2 separate regions of the Rattus norvegicus genome follow, and region 2 is linked to region 1. The links are chromatin contacts, called in public Hi-C maps. All regions are on one chromosome and are shown on one strand. The core of a region is the stretch at or near the end of the contact, and the rest is flanking DNA. Distances in the headings are between cores, read along the strand shown. Region 1 holds the start of Map1lc3b (microtubule-associated protein 1 light chain 3 beta). Region 2 holds the start of Slc7a5 (solute carrier family 7 member 5).

Evidence for each region. Hi-C and Micro-C count contacts between places; a contact is called where the count stands out from the background.
Region 2: a contact with region 1 is called in a Hi-C map of mammary epithelial cells, with 3 times the contacts expected there. The contact joins the promoter of Slc7a5 here to the promoter of Map1lc3b in region 1. A contact is called at or near these places in 2 of 12 Hi-C or Micro-C datasets (frontal cortex and mammary epithelial cells) and 1 of 1 datasets of contacts at active chromatin or transcription factors (oligodendrocytes).

Annotation. Positions count from the first base shown.
Region 1 is chr19:66,570,139-66,576,872 of GRCr8, reverse strand. It overlaps Map1lc3b (microtubule-associated protein 1 light chain 3 beta), which reads right to left and starts at 2,278. Exons shown (of 4, transcript NM_022867.2): 1 at 2,163-2,278. The coding sequence starts at 2,202.
Region 2 is chr19:66,866,919-66,874,069 of GRCr8, reverse strand. It overlaps Slc7a5 (solute carrier family 7 member 5), which reads left to right and starts at 1,658. Exons shown (of 10, transcript NM_017353.2): 1 at 1,658-2,261. The coding sequence starts at 1,721. It overlaps LOC102550600 (a long non-coding RNA gene), which reads right to left and starts at 1,515. Exons shown (of 3, transcript XR_005497042.2): 1 at 1,301-1,515.

The sequences.
Region 1 (6,734 bases), core at 1,029-3,528:
CAACCCTCCACTGTATGCCTACTGACTACTCCAGGGTTTAGTCACTGCACTGAGTTCACTCTAGCAAACAAACAGCTACGCACGCACCTGGCATGCTCTACGCCTCAGGCTTCAGAGAGGGCTCAGTAGTTCAGAGCAGCCTCTCCCTAAGAGGACCTGGGCTCAGCTCCCACCACCCTCAGGGACTCACAGTCATCTGTAACTCCCTTTTCTGACATCCACGGGCACAAGGCATGCACATGGTGCAGACATATATGTAGGCGAAGACCCACACAGATAAAATAAAATTTAAAAGGTGCCCCGCTTGGCAAGTTCTAGGCCAGCTTGAGCAACAGTGTGGCACAGGTCCTTATTTAATCCCTGCACATCGGGCTGGTCCCTATCCAAATCTGAGGCCAGCCTGATCGGGGCTACATGGAAAAACCCTGTCTTAAAACACAGACAAACAAAAAGCCAGGCACAGCAGCATACCTTGAATCCCAGCGCTCAGGAGAAAGACACAAGGGTTCAAGGCCAGCCCAGGCTACACAATGAGACCCTGTTTAAATCAACCAACCACTGACAGCAGAAACCCTTAACCTAGGTACACAGTGAGATGAGGGCAGGGTCAGAGCTTTAAGGGCAGAAACAGTTAACACAGGTAAGAGGAGAAATGCAGGCCGCAAGGCTCCACCACCACAGACTACCATGTCATTCTGATTTGTCCCAAAGGGAAATGCAGGAATAGTCGTCTTTACTAAAGCTAACGGCCAAAACTGGTGGCCTATAGGACCTGCCAGCCCTGGCTGGCCGCAGGGACAGGGAACCAGGAGGAGGCCTGCAAGAGCTGAGACACTCGGGGCAGACAGCTGTGCAGAGCCAACAGCTTGTACTGAAGCCCAGCTCTAACTGAATGGCACACTTACTCATCGTCTCTCTGCTCACACTGGGCCAAGCAACCTGAGACAGCTTCAGCATCTCCTCGTCCCACAAGAGCCCCCACCCAGGCTTGTACAGAAGATGACAAACGACCAAGTAGAAGCCACAACACGGCAGGGACCCGCTGAAGGGGCCCAGCAGTGTCCGAGCTTAGATGCCTTCACTTCAACCTCTGGAAACCAGGAGTCCAGAGAGCAAACACGCCAAGAGAGTCCGCACTAAGAATCTGCAAACCCACACGCCTCCTGGCTGCCTCAGTCTCCTTCCATCACTGGGGATGATTGCTACTTACTGGAAGTATAAGAATTTATGACAGAAAGCTAATGGGACTCTGCCACTAGGCGGACCCTAAGCTTCACCGCCCCAGGCCCCACCCAGGTGCTTCAGCTACAAAGGGTCGGTTTGGGGGTGAGCCCTAAATCCATCCACCCAGTCAGCATCCCCTCGATCTGGATATTGCAAACTCCAGAGCTCCAACCTAAATCACTCCAAACTCACTGGAAAAGAGCAAAACCAGCCTTGGCCTCCTCAAAGAGGCCGCTAAAACAACGCCTGTGTGGCAAACCTCTAAACTGTCAGTGCCCACCGTCAGGACCAATAAAGTCAGAAGCAAGGAAAGCAGCAGCCATCAGACGCCGGTGCTTTCTTCAGAATGGCTGGGGTAGGGAGAGAGCAAAGGCAATCTAGGGAAAAACATCGCAAGCCAGGTGGAACTTTGGAGAGATTACCCCCGGCCACTCTGGGGACCCGTGTCCTAGCTAATGTGCATGCCTTATTTTTCCCACCCACACTCCTCTCTTGAAGACTGTTCCAGAATAACTTAAGATCACTACAAACAAACAAAACAGCTGTTAAGTTTCCGTTATGAGACAAAGGCCACCTCTCCCACACACACGTTCCCAGGCGACTGCGGGAGTAGAGGCGGGCTGGGTGCTGCCCCGGGGATCGCAGGGCGCCCAGACCTGGGACCCACTAAGGACACAGCCGAGCGCGCCCCGCCTGCGGTGTCCTCCGCCAGTGGGGTCGGGTCTCCAGTCCCGCAGGGAATGCCGAGCTCACTGGTGACCGACGGCCAGGGCGACGCTGCGCGCCCGGGCTACCCCGGGGACTGAGCCGCCAGGGACCCAGACCCCTCCGGACCCCCGCTCCCGCTGCGTCCCAGCCCCGCACGACACCACCAGGGAGACCCTTCCTCCACCCCTCCCGGCACCCAGATCTCCCACTCCCGGGCCCGCGGCGCGCACCGAAGCTCCGGCGCTGTTTGAAGGTCTTCTCGGACGGCATGGCGCGCGGGGGTCCTGGGTCAGACGATCTGGTTCCCGCGACGATCACTTCCCTTGTGTGTCTCCTCAACCCGCAGCCGAGTCAGGTGACTCACGGCGCATCAGCGAGGGTGGGGCCGAGAGCGGCCCGGAGAGAGGCCATGACAGGCGTGGCGGAAGCTCGGCGGCCCGCATGCGTACAAGCGTCCAAGACTTGGTCCTGCGCCTGCGCCTGCGCCTGCGCCGGCTGCGCTGGGCACTCGCTGGTCGAGCATCTATTAGCCATTTCCCCTGGTCGGGTGTTGGTGCAGCGGAGCCCTGCACACCTTATTCCCCCTCAATCCTTGCATGGCCCAGCTGGTGTTCCAGTGCCCGCCCCCTTGCTGATGTATTTGACATTCCTAAATTCAGGCCTCGGTCTTCCCCCCAAAAAAATCTAAAAGCAAAAAACTGACTTGATTCTCGTCTGCCAAATCCTTACGTTTATGGACTCTAAGACGTCTGGAAACTTATGGTTGGATCTGAACTTGCAGCGCCTTCCTTGTGAGTCTTGTGCAGCCACTATCACGAGTATGTATCCCTAAGAGAAGCAAGGTCTGAGGAACTACAGACCCGGAGGGCAAGTTCAATGACGGGTCCTACTTAAGTGTCTAGCCTGTCACTCTCCCCATAAAAGCCCTTTAGTGTATCTGAGCTGCTGATTGTGGAGTCTGAGGGACAAGGCTCACCTAGACTTCCCAGGGTGCTAGCCCATATGTATTCTCATTAACTTCCCACCACCTCTCATACATTTTTTGGTGGGTGGGCAATCAGACTTTGTCCAGGAACTCCAGCAGAGGCCTGATCCATCCAGGATCCACCTTGGAAAGTCCCAGAGGACAGTTCTGTCCGGAGACCTTTATCTCAGCTGTCCCTTCACAGACAGATCCTTCTACCTCAGCTGACCCCTGGGTGGCTTTACCACAGGCATGTCCCTACTTTGACTCCTGCAGGCCCCCCGACTCCATCAGCCTTAGCTGATTACAGCCTAGGACAGGTTTCAGTCTCATCAGACAAGGCCAAGACCAAGGTCCCATCAGCCACCCTTTCACACTTTCTCTGAGACCCAAGCTGCCTGTGAGGCCATGCTGCCTCCCACCTTCCGTTTGTAAGAGCAGGTGACAGGTCTAAAGTTCAAGCCAACCGACAGTATGGAACAGCCACCCCCACCCCCACTGTGATGGCACATTTGAGCCAGCCTTGTGTTTTTACTGACACTGTACTGTCCCTACAGCCCAGACTTCCTCCTTTAACTGGAAACAACATTCTTCACATGATGTTTGTCCAAGAGATCTATCTCCTTATACACCTATGTGAGCAGGAAACGTTCAAAACATATTACTGAAGGGAACCACAGAGGGCCTGCTTGCTTTGCTTTCTTATTGACCTGAGGACTATTGTTTTGTATGAAGCCTCTGGCCTGAGGGGCGAGAGACCAGGCTAAAAGTCAAAATGGAAGCCAGATCTGGTGGCGCACGAGGGCTGTCAGCCTAGCACACTGGAGGCTGAAGCAGGAGTATCAAAAGTCCAAGGCCAAATGGGACACGGTGCCTAGGCTTTTAATCTCAGTGCCCAGAAGGGAGAGGCAGTCTGGTCTGAGTCTGAGGCAGCCTGTTCTGTACAGCACATTCCTACATTGTAAGAACCTGTCTCAAGCAGGGGAGGAGTGAGTCGTGGGGGGAGGGGGGGGAAGTGCTGGTGGGATGGTCCAGTGGTTAAGAACACTGGCTGCTCTAGTTGAGGACCTGGATTTGGTTCTCAGAACCCACTGGAACTCTAGCTCCCAGGGATCTGACACCCTCTTCTGGCCTTCAGGCACCCACATAGTACATATGTACACATACAGGCAAACACTCAAACATGAAATAAAAATCTTAAAAAAAAAAAGGCAACAAAAGTCCAAGGTCACCCTCAGCTACATGATAATTCCTTCTTTTGAGATAGGGTCTCTCTTTGGGACTGTCCTGGATCTCTCTGTAGACCTGCTCTGGCTCTAGAGTGCTGGAATGAAAACTCCAAGCCACCACACCCACTGTAACCTTATCTCAAAAGATAAAAGAATGGATACTCTCTTTTTTTTCGTTTTCTTTTTTTCTTTTTTTTTCGGAGCTGGGGACCGAACCCAGGGCCTTGCAGTTGCTAGGCAAGCGCGCTCTACCACTGACCCAAATCCCCAACCCCAAGAATGGATACTCTCAAATGTATGGTCCATGCATAAATGAAAACTGGGAGAAGCTGGGTGTAGTGGCCCACACCCTTAATCCAGCACCTGGGATGCAGAAGCAGGCAGATCCAGTCTAAATAGTAAATTCCAGGATAGCCAGGGTTTTACCCTATGTAACAGGTCTCAAACAAAACACCACCCCAGACAGACAGACAGACAGACAGACAGACAGACAGGCAGGCAGACAGACAGGCAGACAAAAGTAGGGTGTATAGAGCCACGTCACTCAGCAGGCTGCTCCGGCTAGCACAGAAGGTTCTTTTACCTTTAACAGTTTCCAAGATAGTCTGATGCCTGTCAGTTGGTTTTCTAATGTCTGTCCCCACTTGGGAAGGAAAGTGACTTTGAAATGTCCTGTGTAGCACTGCTGGCCTAGTGTCATGTTTGCTTGGTTTTGATGCCTTTCTCCTGTCCTGTACGCACCTCCTGCACCTGGCTCAGGAAAGCCCGGTCCTGATGTGTGGGATGAACTGTTGCCTGACCTCAGAACAAAAACTAAAGCCAATTAAAATCTTCAGGGCCCCCGGGGAACGTAGCCAAGTGGTATGGCGGGGTCCTGGTCTGTGCAAGACTCAGGATTTGGGTTGGGGATTTAGCTCAGTGGTAGAGCGCTTGCCTAGGAAGGGCAAGGCCCTGGGTTCGGTCCCCAGCTCCGGAAAAAAAGAACCAAAAAAAAAAAAAAAAAAAAAGACTCAGGATTTGAGCCCTAAAAAGGAACAAGAGAAAGGTGTAGCCTTTCAAGTTGTAGCTTTAGTCTATAACAACAGTCAAAGGAGCAACTTGCTGTTCCAGGTGGTCTGATGAGCCTGCTCACAGTCTTAGCAACTGCTACTGTGCAAGGATTCTGGTTTGTTTTGTTTGTTTCGTCTCACATTTGACTTTAATTCCAGCACTTCGGAGGCACATGGTTTCTGAATTCAAGTCCAGCCTGGTCCTGGTCTACAGAGTAAGTTCCAGGACAGTCAGGGCAACCCAGAGAAACCTTGTCTGGACAAACCAAAAGAGAGAGAGAGAGAGAGAGAGAGAGAGAGAGAGAGAGAGAGAGAGAGAGAGAGAGAGAGAGAGAGAGAGAGAGAGAGGAAAGGAGAAGAGAGGAAGAGAAAGAAAAAGAAAGGAAGGAAAAAAGTATAAAGGAAAGAAAGAAAAAGGAAGGAAAAAGAAGAAAGGAAAAATAAATAAATAAATAAATAAATAAATAAATAAATAAATAAATAAATAAATAAATAAATGGGCTTTTTGTGTTGTCGAATTGTACAAAAGGCAGGAAAGGCAGTGTTTGTGGACATGCTTTGTGGAAGTAGGGAAAGGGAAGGAGGAGACTTGCCTTCACCTGGCAACCCCAGAATCCCAGGCTTCTCTGTCTTATCAACAGTCCCAACACCCTCAGTAGTGGAGTGCCTGCCCAGTTTCCAAAAGACCCCGAGCTCCATCCCCAACCAAAACCCGAATGAAAGATGCATGGTTTTTAATGATACATGCAGTTTTATGAATATGGTTTGTGAGGTTCTGCTGGATGCATTTCTGTACACCATGTGTGTAGTGCCCACAGAAGCGAACATTGGGTCCTCTGGAACTGGAGTTACAGACTACGAGCTGCCATGGGGGTTCTGGGAACAGAACCGAGCTCCTCTGGGCAATCATAACCCCTAAGACATCGCTTCAGCCCCATAGTATAACTTCTTTTTAGTAAGTGATATTATTCCCACTCCCACCCCTAGATAGTTCATCTACAGTAGTAGAAATGCGAGAACGCAGCGTTTCTACAGACTTATTCTGTTTATTCAGAGAATTTCTGGTGCTTTTAAATTTAGCTACTGACTGGGCGTGGTGGGCACACTGTTCATCTAAGCACTCTGGATGCAGACGCTGGAGGGTTTCTTTGAGTTCCTTGCCATCCTGGTCTACATAATGCGCCTGTGTCTAAAAAGTAAATAACAAGTAAAAACAAGCACATCAACCAAACTGCTCATTCTTGAGCCCAGGCAGTGGCACTTTAAAAGTTCCCACCCCAGTGCTAGTTCGTACGATGACTCCTAAAATCCGACGCTCATTCCCAGGAAAGAGCCCGGGCTGGAACCTGGGCATTCCGGAACGCCGAGAGCCGGAAGCCAGGACGCCGGAAGTCGGGCGGGCACTTCCGGCCACAGCGCAGAGCGGAGCGCCACACTCAACATGGAGAACGTAGGCCCCCAAACGTGCTCAGGGCTGCGGGGGCCTGCGCACGACTCGCCCCGCCCCTGCCTCTTTTTGATTGGAAGAAACAGACAGTCGGCTTTGTTGTCTTGGAAACT
Region 2 (7,151 bases), core at 409-2,908, 300 kb before region 1:
CTTGACTTGAGGTAGGAAGCCACGAGGGTGCACATACTGGGCAGGCAAGTTACACAACTGCTAAGTCGGTTTCCTCACAAAGTGTTTCTAAGGGTCGCCACGTGTCCTATTAGGTTAGGCGCTGTACCTTGGAATCTTAGCAATGTCTCAGTGGGTTGGTGGTATGCTTTTAGCCCTCCGGAAGGACCGTGTAAAGAATGAGAGGCAAGTTTCTCAATCTTCCCAAAGCCACCAATTTAGGCAGTCTGTAGCATGGCATGTTAATGTCGTGACCTTTTAGCTCCATAGCTTCCCACCGCCCAGGCTACAGAGACTCCGGCTTGTCATGGCTTGTCACTGTGTTTGAATGGCTGACATACTGGAGTGGGGGATTGTGGGTAGGGAGAGGTGACTCCAGTGACCCTTGGAGTCCATGGCTGAACACCTCCCTCCCCGACGATGTGGGCTTCCACGGACGGCTCTGGCATTCTTGGCTGCAGCTATGGATCCAGAGAAGGCGAGGGGTTTGAATTTCTTCATTGGTCATGCCACACGAGTGGGAAAGACCTGGCAGACTGGGTTTTGCAGAGCACACAGGGTTTTGCATCCTTCTGAGTCTGAAGGTTCTTCTTGAATTAAGCCCCTCACCCTCCCTTCTGCTTGTCCGTGAGCTTTCCTGGGGACCCCCTTGGATGGAAAAAGGGAACAGTCAGTGAAAAGGAGAGAGTCTTGGGGCTTCCTGGTCTGACCTTGACTGATGAAACTTTCTAAGCACGACTGTCAGCTCAAATCACCATGCCAGGCAACCAGGCCTGAAATGTTCAATCTTTCATACATTCCCTCAAGAGCCATCTCACCTAAGACTTCCTAAGAATGACAAACTAAGGTCCTTTCACCTCAGCCTGCTTTTCAAATCCCTATGTAGATAGGACAGGTTCCCCTCTTCTAAAGCTTGCTCCTCCAGCTTGGGTGTACCACTAGAACGTTTGTCAAGATTCTCCTATGGACCAGGTAGATATTTAAGCCCATGACTGAGCTGGCTACCACCCTGACCTATTCTTCCCTGCTTCCTCCAGAGCTGATGAATCATTTGACCCTCAGACTCGTTTCCTCTGGACCAAACTGGACCATTAACGTGCTTCACCCCACAGCCCACCCCCATTTATCCTAGATACGATATCTATCCTCCACCTCCCAGATGCACAGGATATGCACCCCGGAGGAAGGGGAAATAAACACTGCGAGACAAGGCCAGGATTCCCGCCCGGCAGGTGAAGGGTGGGCGAAAACATTGAGTGAGCCACCCTTCCGGTGCTCTTACTTCAGGCGAGTCCTCTGTACTGTCTGAGGCAGGAGAAGAAGCACGCTCTCACCGACCCGCCCCCGACATCCTGCACACACACAGGGACTTGTAAGGAGGTGTGAGGCACGGGTGGAGACCCGCGTACAGCAGTCAGGTCTTGTGAAACACGCCGCGATACAGTCCGCATCATACGCTCCACGTGCTTCAACAGACCTGGGGGCTGGGCCCGGGAGGAGGCGGAGTCGCGTGGACGGAGGTGGGCGGGGCCTTCGCGGACGGACCAACGGCGGAGGCGAAGGGCGGAGCCTAGCGGGCGGGTAACGGTAGCAATAAAAGGCCGCGCGGGCGGGGAGGGCGCAGACGCATTTCTCTATACGCGGAGAGCGGCTCGGCCGCGCGCACGCCGGGTATCCAGGCCGAGCCGGGAACGTCGAGAGCATGGCGGTCGCGGGCGCAAAGCGGCGCGCGGTTGCGGCCCCCGCGACGACGGCGGCGGAGGAGGAGCGGCAGGCGCGGGAGAAGATGCTGGAGGCGCGGCGCGGGGACGGCGCGGACCCCGAGGGCGAAGGCGTGACCCTGCAGCGCAATATCACACTGATCAATGGTGTGGCCATCATAGTGGGCACCATCATCGGTTCGGGCATCTTCGTGACGCCCACCGGCGTGCTCAAGGAAGCCGGCTCGCCCGGACTGTCGCTTGTGGTGTGGGCTGTGTGCGGCGTCTTCTCCATCGTGGGCGCACTGTGCTACGCGGAGCTGGGCACTACCATCTCAAAGTCAGGCGGCGACTATGCCTACATGCTAGAGGTCTACGGCTCGCTGCCCGCCTTCCTCAAGCTCTGGATCGAGCTGCTCATCATTCGGCCCTCCTCACAGTACATCGTGGCGCTGGTCTTCGCCACATACCTGCTCAAGCCGGTCTTCCCCACTTGTCCCGTGCCCGAGGAGGCTGCCAAGCTCGTGGCCTGCCTCTGCGTGCGTAAGTAGGGGTCCGGGCTGGGCGGGGCTGGGCGGGGCGGGGTGAGCGAGAGTCAAGGTCTCTCTGTGTTTACTGCTGGGCAACACCCATCCCAGCATCCCTCCATCTGTCCATCTCTGGACTATCCCGGCAGTTCCAGGCTAAAGTCACAGGTCTCAGAACCCACGTGCGTTTCTTTAATCCATTCATAGTGTCTACACTTTCGGGGCAGCCCTCGCGAGACCTCAGTGGGTCACGGCTGTGTCTCCGTGACGGGCATCCCGCTTCCCGACCTGAATCCGTAAGATACGAGAGGTCTACCCTGTCCTGGGTGAGAGCAATACTCCTTGCCTCCAGCAAAGCACCACGTGGAGTGACTGATGTGCCAGTTTCCTGTTTCAGCTTCAATTGCTGACTGGTTGCTAAGAGGGAAATTGCAGTTAAAAAAAAAATCACTTACGTTCTTAAAACCGACCTATCAGGAATTAGTGCATGGGCTGACTCATAAAAAAACAGTAGTAATAAAATTGTGTGTGGTAGTGACGGCTCCTTGCTCGTTTGGGATGAGTAGCAGAGTCCTGTAAAGTCTCCCTGTTAGTAAAGGACTGAAACTGAAGACAGTCCGTGTGGGTGGGCTTGGGGGTCCCAAGATGTGCCAGGTAACAGCTGTTGAATGTTGTCCTTACAGGACCCGAGACGGATTGACTGCTTTCTAAAAACAGTTGTGTGATTTTTCAGGACTGGGAAAAATGATCGTTTAAAGCAAATGCCGCATGATTTGGTGGTGGAGAGCAACCTGTAAATCGTGCTACTTTCAAAATTACAGATGGGTTCAGGCAGCTAAGACAGGTTTCTTTGTTTGCTTTAGGAGCTGTGTTGACGGTGCACATAAAGAGGGCGACAGCGTGGCAGGGCTAGACTTAACCGTCTTGGGCTGAGAGCCATGAAAGTAGGGGGCTGCTGTTAGCACTGGAGCCACTGCCCGATGCCGGCCGATGCCTATTTTGGCTTTGGCCATGAGACTGTCTCTTGTTATCAGTCACAGCTGGGTGTGCCCTTAAATTCTGGGACCACCCACTCTGCTCTGTAGTGCTGATCGGAGACTGACTGGGTGATGACCTGTAAGGTTTCCTGTTTGCTTGATTCATGTATAAGAATGGTCAAAACCACAGTTGGTCAGCAAAAGCAGTGGGCTGGCCCGGGAAAGCCTGGCCTCAAAGGGGACAGTGACTACTGCACTTGCATACTCAGAATCTTAACTGTCAGGTTCTCCTTATTGATGGGATGACTTGACCTTTAGGCCATATAGGGAACGTCATGGGTATGGTTAAGGTTTTCTGTTGGTTTGTTTGGTTTTGAGACAGGCTCTTGCTACACATCCCTGGCTGGTCTGCAACTCGCCTCTGCCTCCCAAGTGCAGGGAGTAAGAGTGAGCACCAAGGTGCCAGGCTGGCATGGCTATCTTTAAAGAGCCCACACTCTTGCCAAGATAGTTGTGGAAAGTGGTTTCTGACTTCTGCAGGTGCTAGTGACATGTGGGAAGCAGTGTTTGCCCACAGGAGGCAGGCAGCACGGAGAGCTTGCAAATATTCTTTCTTTTAAAATTTTCAATGTTTTATTTATTTTGCACACTGGTGGAGGTCAGAGGGCAGTTATGGGAGTTAGTTCTTCCTTCCACCATGTGAGTTCCTGGGATGGAACTCAGATCTTCATGTTTGACAGCAAGCAATTTTATCCACTGAGCCATCTCACTGGCCCAAATGTCTTCTTATTTGAAAAAAATAAAAGTAATAACACAAACGTGTAATTGTGTAAATATCCAGCTATGTAGACACGTGAGGGTCAAGCATGAGATCCACGCTCCTGTCACCTGGCAGCTAATTGGTAAAGTCCCAGTTGATCTCAATTGACATCTGTTTGAAAACCTAAGGGGACAGCATGTCTCAGCTCTTCAGGAAAGCTCCCAACAGGCTTAGCAACATTTGGGGCGTCCACGATTTGAGAACAGGTGAGCAGGTGCCTCCCACAGGATCTGCAGCAGGTCGAGCTCTCAGACTTGTGATGCAGAGGCTTTGGTGGGCTTTTTGTTCCTTTGTTTTAAATTAAAAATGTGTGTATGAGTGCTTTGCCTGCATGTGTGTCTGTACCACCTGACCTGCTTGGATTGCCTGTGGAGGCCAGAGTCAGAGTCACTGGAGTTACAGACAGTTGTGAGCTACTATGTAGGTGCTGAGGTTTGAACCCTGGTCCTCTGGAGGAGCATCCAGTGCTTTTAACCATTGATCTATCTCTCCAGCCCCATGATATAGGGTTTTTAAAAATACCTTAAGTAGCCTTTTTACAATCTTTTGTGGTTGCTGTAGGTAGAAGCTGCTGGTAAGTTCTAGAAAGGACACACCCTGGCCCAAATTCTGAGTATCAGGGTAAGATCTGTCCATTATCTTTCTGCTCGTGTGATCATCAGTGGACAGCTCTGTTTCTCTGAACCACAGGAACATACGCAACCAGCTTCTAGTTGGAACAAGAGATCTCAGTAACATCAAGATAAGCTTCTACAGGAGAGCCTCATCTGTACCTGCTTGAAAGAGGTAGACTCCAGAAAGGGAGCTGGCTTGACAGGGCAGAAGGAGAACCCCAGGAGGCTCCTGGTGTTCAGTAGAGCTTCAAAGTCTCTTAAGGCCTCGGTGTTGGCACTCAGAGGATTGTACTCTGAGGAGGGAGTTTCTGTGTGTCAGTGAGTGCCTTGTTCTTTCTCCAGGGCACTTCTGGGGAACATAGTGTTCCCTGGCTTCTATGCCTTGGGAGGAAAGGCCCTGAGGAAGCACCAAGAGTCAGGTTTTAGGGCAGAGGTCTGGTTTCTGTGAGTTGAGGCTTCTGGGGTCCTCTGCTCATCTCTCCACAAGTGTCCCTCACCCAGTTAAGACTGGATTGGGAAGTAACTTGGCATCCACCTGAGTGAACCCACTGATAGTGAAGGTGGATGCCATCTACCTCACAGCGAGTCTGGATCGCTCCCTCTGACCTCAGGCCTGATGTAGGCAACCCGGAGGGGAGGCTTTGATAAAGACCAGAGGACTTTATCAAATGCTTTAACGATGCGTGCCATATTGTTCTGGGTGGCCATGGGCCTTTGTGAGCTACGGTATGCGGCTTGGTTTTTTTTTTGTTCTGTTTTTGAGACAAGACTTCTCTGTGTAGTCCTGGCTGTCCTAGAACTCACTTTGTAGAGCAGACTGGTCTTGAACTCATATTTCTACTACTGTGATAAACACCATGACCAAAAACAAACTTGGGAAAGGGTTTTACTTCACCTTGCAGCTTGTAGTCCATCATCCAGAGCAGTCAGGGCAGGAACTTGGAGGCAGGAGCTGGTGCAGAAGCTGCGAAGGATGCTGCTTACCAGTTTGCTCCTCACGGCTTGCTCGGCCTGCCTCTTTAATGGCATCCAGGACCACCTGCCCACCCATGCTGGCACTACCCACAGTGAGGTGGACCCTCACCTAGAAAACACGCTGTAGACTTAGTCCCTTCAGGCAGTTCTTCTCAGGTATTTTCTCAATTAAGAGTCCCTCTTCCCAAGTTACTCTAGTTTGTGTCAGGTTGGCAGAAAAGCGACCCAGGACACTCAGTACCTGGATTTGTCTTGTTACAGAATCTTAGGAACTAGAGCTGAGATTCTGTCTGAGCTGGGATTTATCTAATCTCACAGGCCACTGCTGCCCGTGCTGAGATACACAGGAATGTAGCAGCTTAGACTTGGGAACAAAGCCCAGGCTCTGGGTGGTGACCAGTGCTACCCGTGTCACCTCTCCGGACTTGTGAGTGTGAAGGATGAGGCCTGCTGACCAGCCTAAAACACCTAATGAAGGTGATCCTGTCCTGGGTGGAGAATGGGACCCCTGCCTGCTGAAGTTTGGTCTCAGGTGGCTGAGGACTTTTCTCCACCTCTCAGGAGAGGTAGGGGCTGGCTGGCCTGGGCTCCTCAGTGCCAGGAAAGTCACTACTCTGTACTGTCCACAGAATGAGTCCAGCAGGGTCTTAGACATTCTTAGCTAGCATGTGCCTGGAGACCTGTGGCCTGAAATAGTTCCCACCCAGTGTCAGGTCAGGGGTATGATGTTCCACCTGCATAATTCTGTAAAACGGGGGTCCATCCTGCCTGGCTGTTAGCAGAGAGCTGTATTTAGTGCATAGCACAGAGCCGGTCACAGATATATGTCATCTTCTGTACTCTGCCTGGTGGTGGACCTGCTCTCTCTTACTAAGGAGCAGCCCCACAGCTCACTTCTGCATGGAGAAGAGGCTGGAAGGAGGGGGAAGGAAATGGAAGGTACTCGCTGTCTCCCCTCCTGAAGTATAGGCGTGGGACACCAGCGGTGGATGGGGTCTGCGTGAAGACATGTAGACTCCTGCTTGGCCCGCCCTGCCTAAGTGACTGATGGCCCTTGCCTGGCCAAGCTCTGCTGACCTGAAGGTCAGTGGGTCAGCTGAGTAGCTACTAGAGAAGATGGGGGAGCAGGGCCGGTGTGGGGTTTTTTTTTTTTCTCTTCAAGTCCCCTGCTGGTTTCTGTCCCCTGGGCTGCCTCTGCTGTAGACCCCAGGCCCCGCGGGAGTAGTTGGAGTCTCTGAGTACTATGGCTGCTGTGGCTGAGCTGAGGCAAAGGCTCTGGTGTTGCTGTGGCCCCGGTGTCTAGAACCATGAGCTCAGTACAGCTTTGTAACTAGCACTGAAATTGTCTTTTCCAGCTAGACCTGGAAAGCACATACACATGGAGCAGGCAACACCCAGTCACAGGACCTGGGGCCCCAGACATGAGTGGACCACAGACAGCTGGGAAATAGAGCAGGCATCTTATGTATTTCTAGTCCTGCCTTTAGCCGGGTGATAGGCAAGGATTACAGACTGCTGGG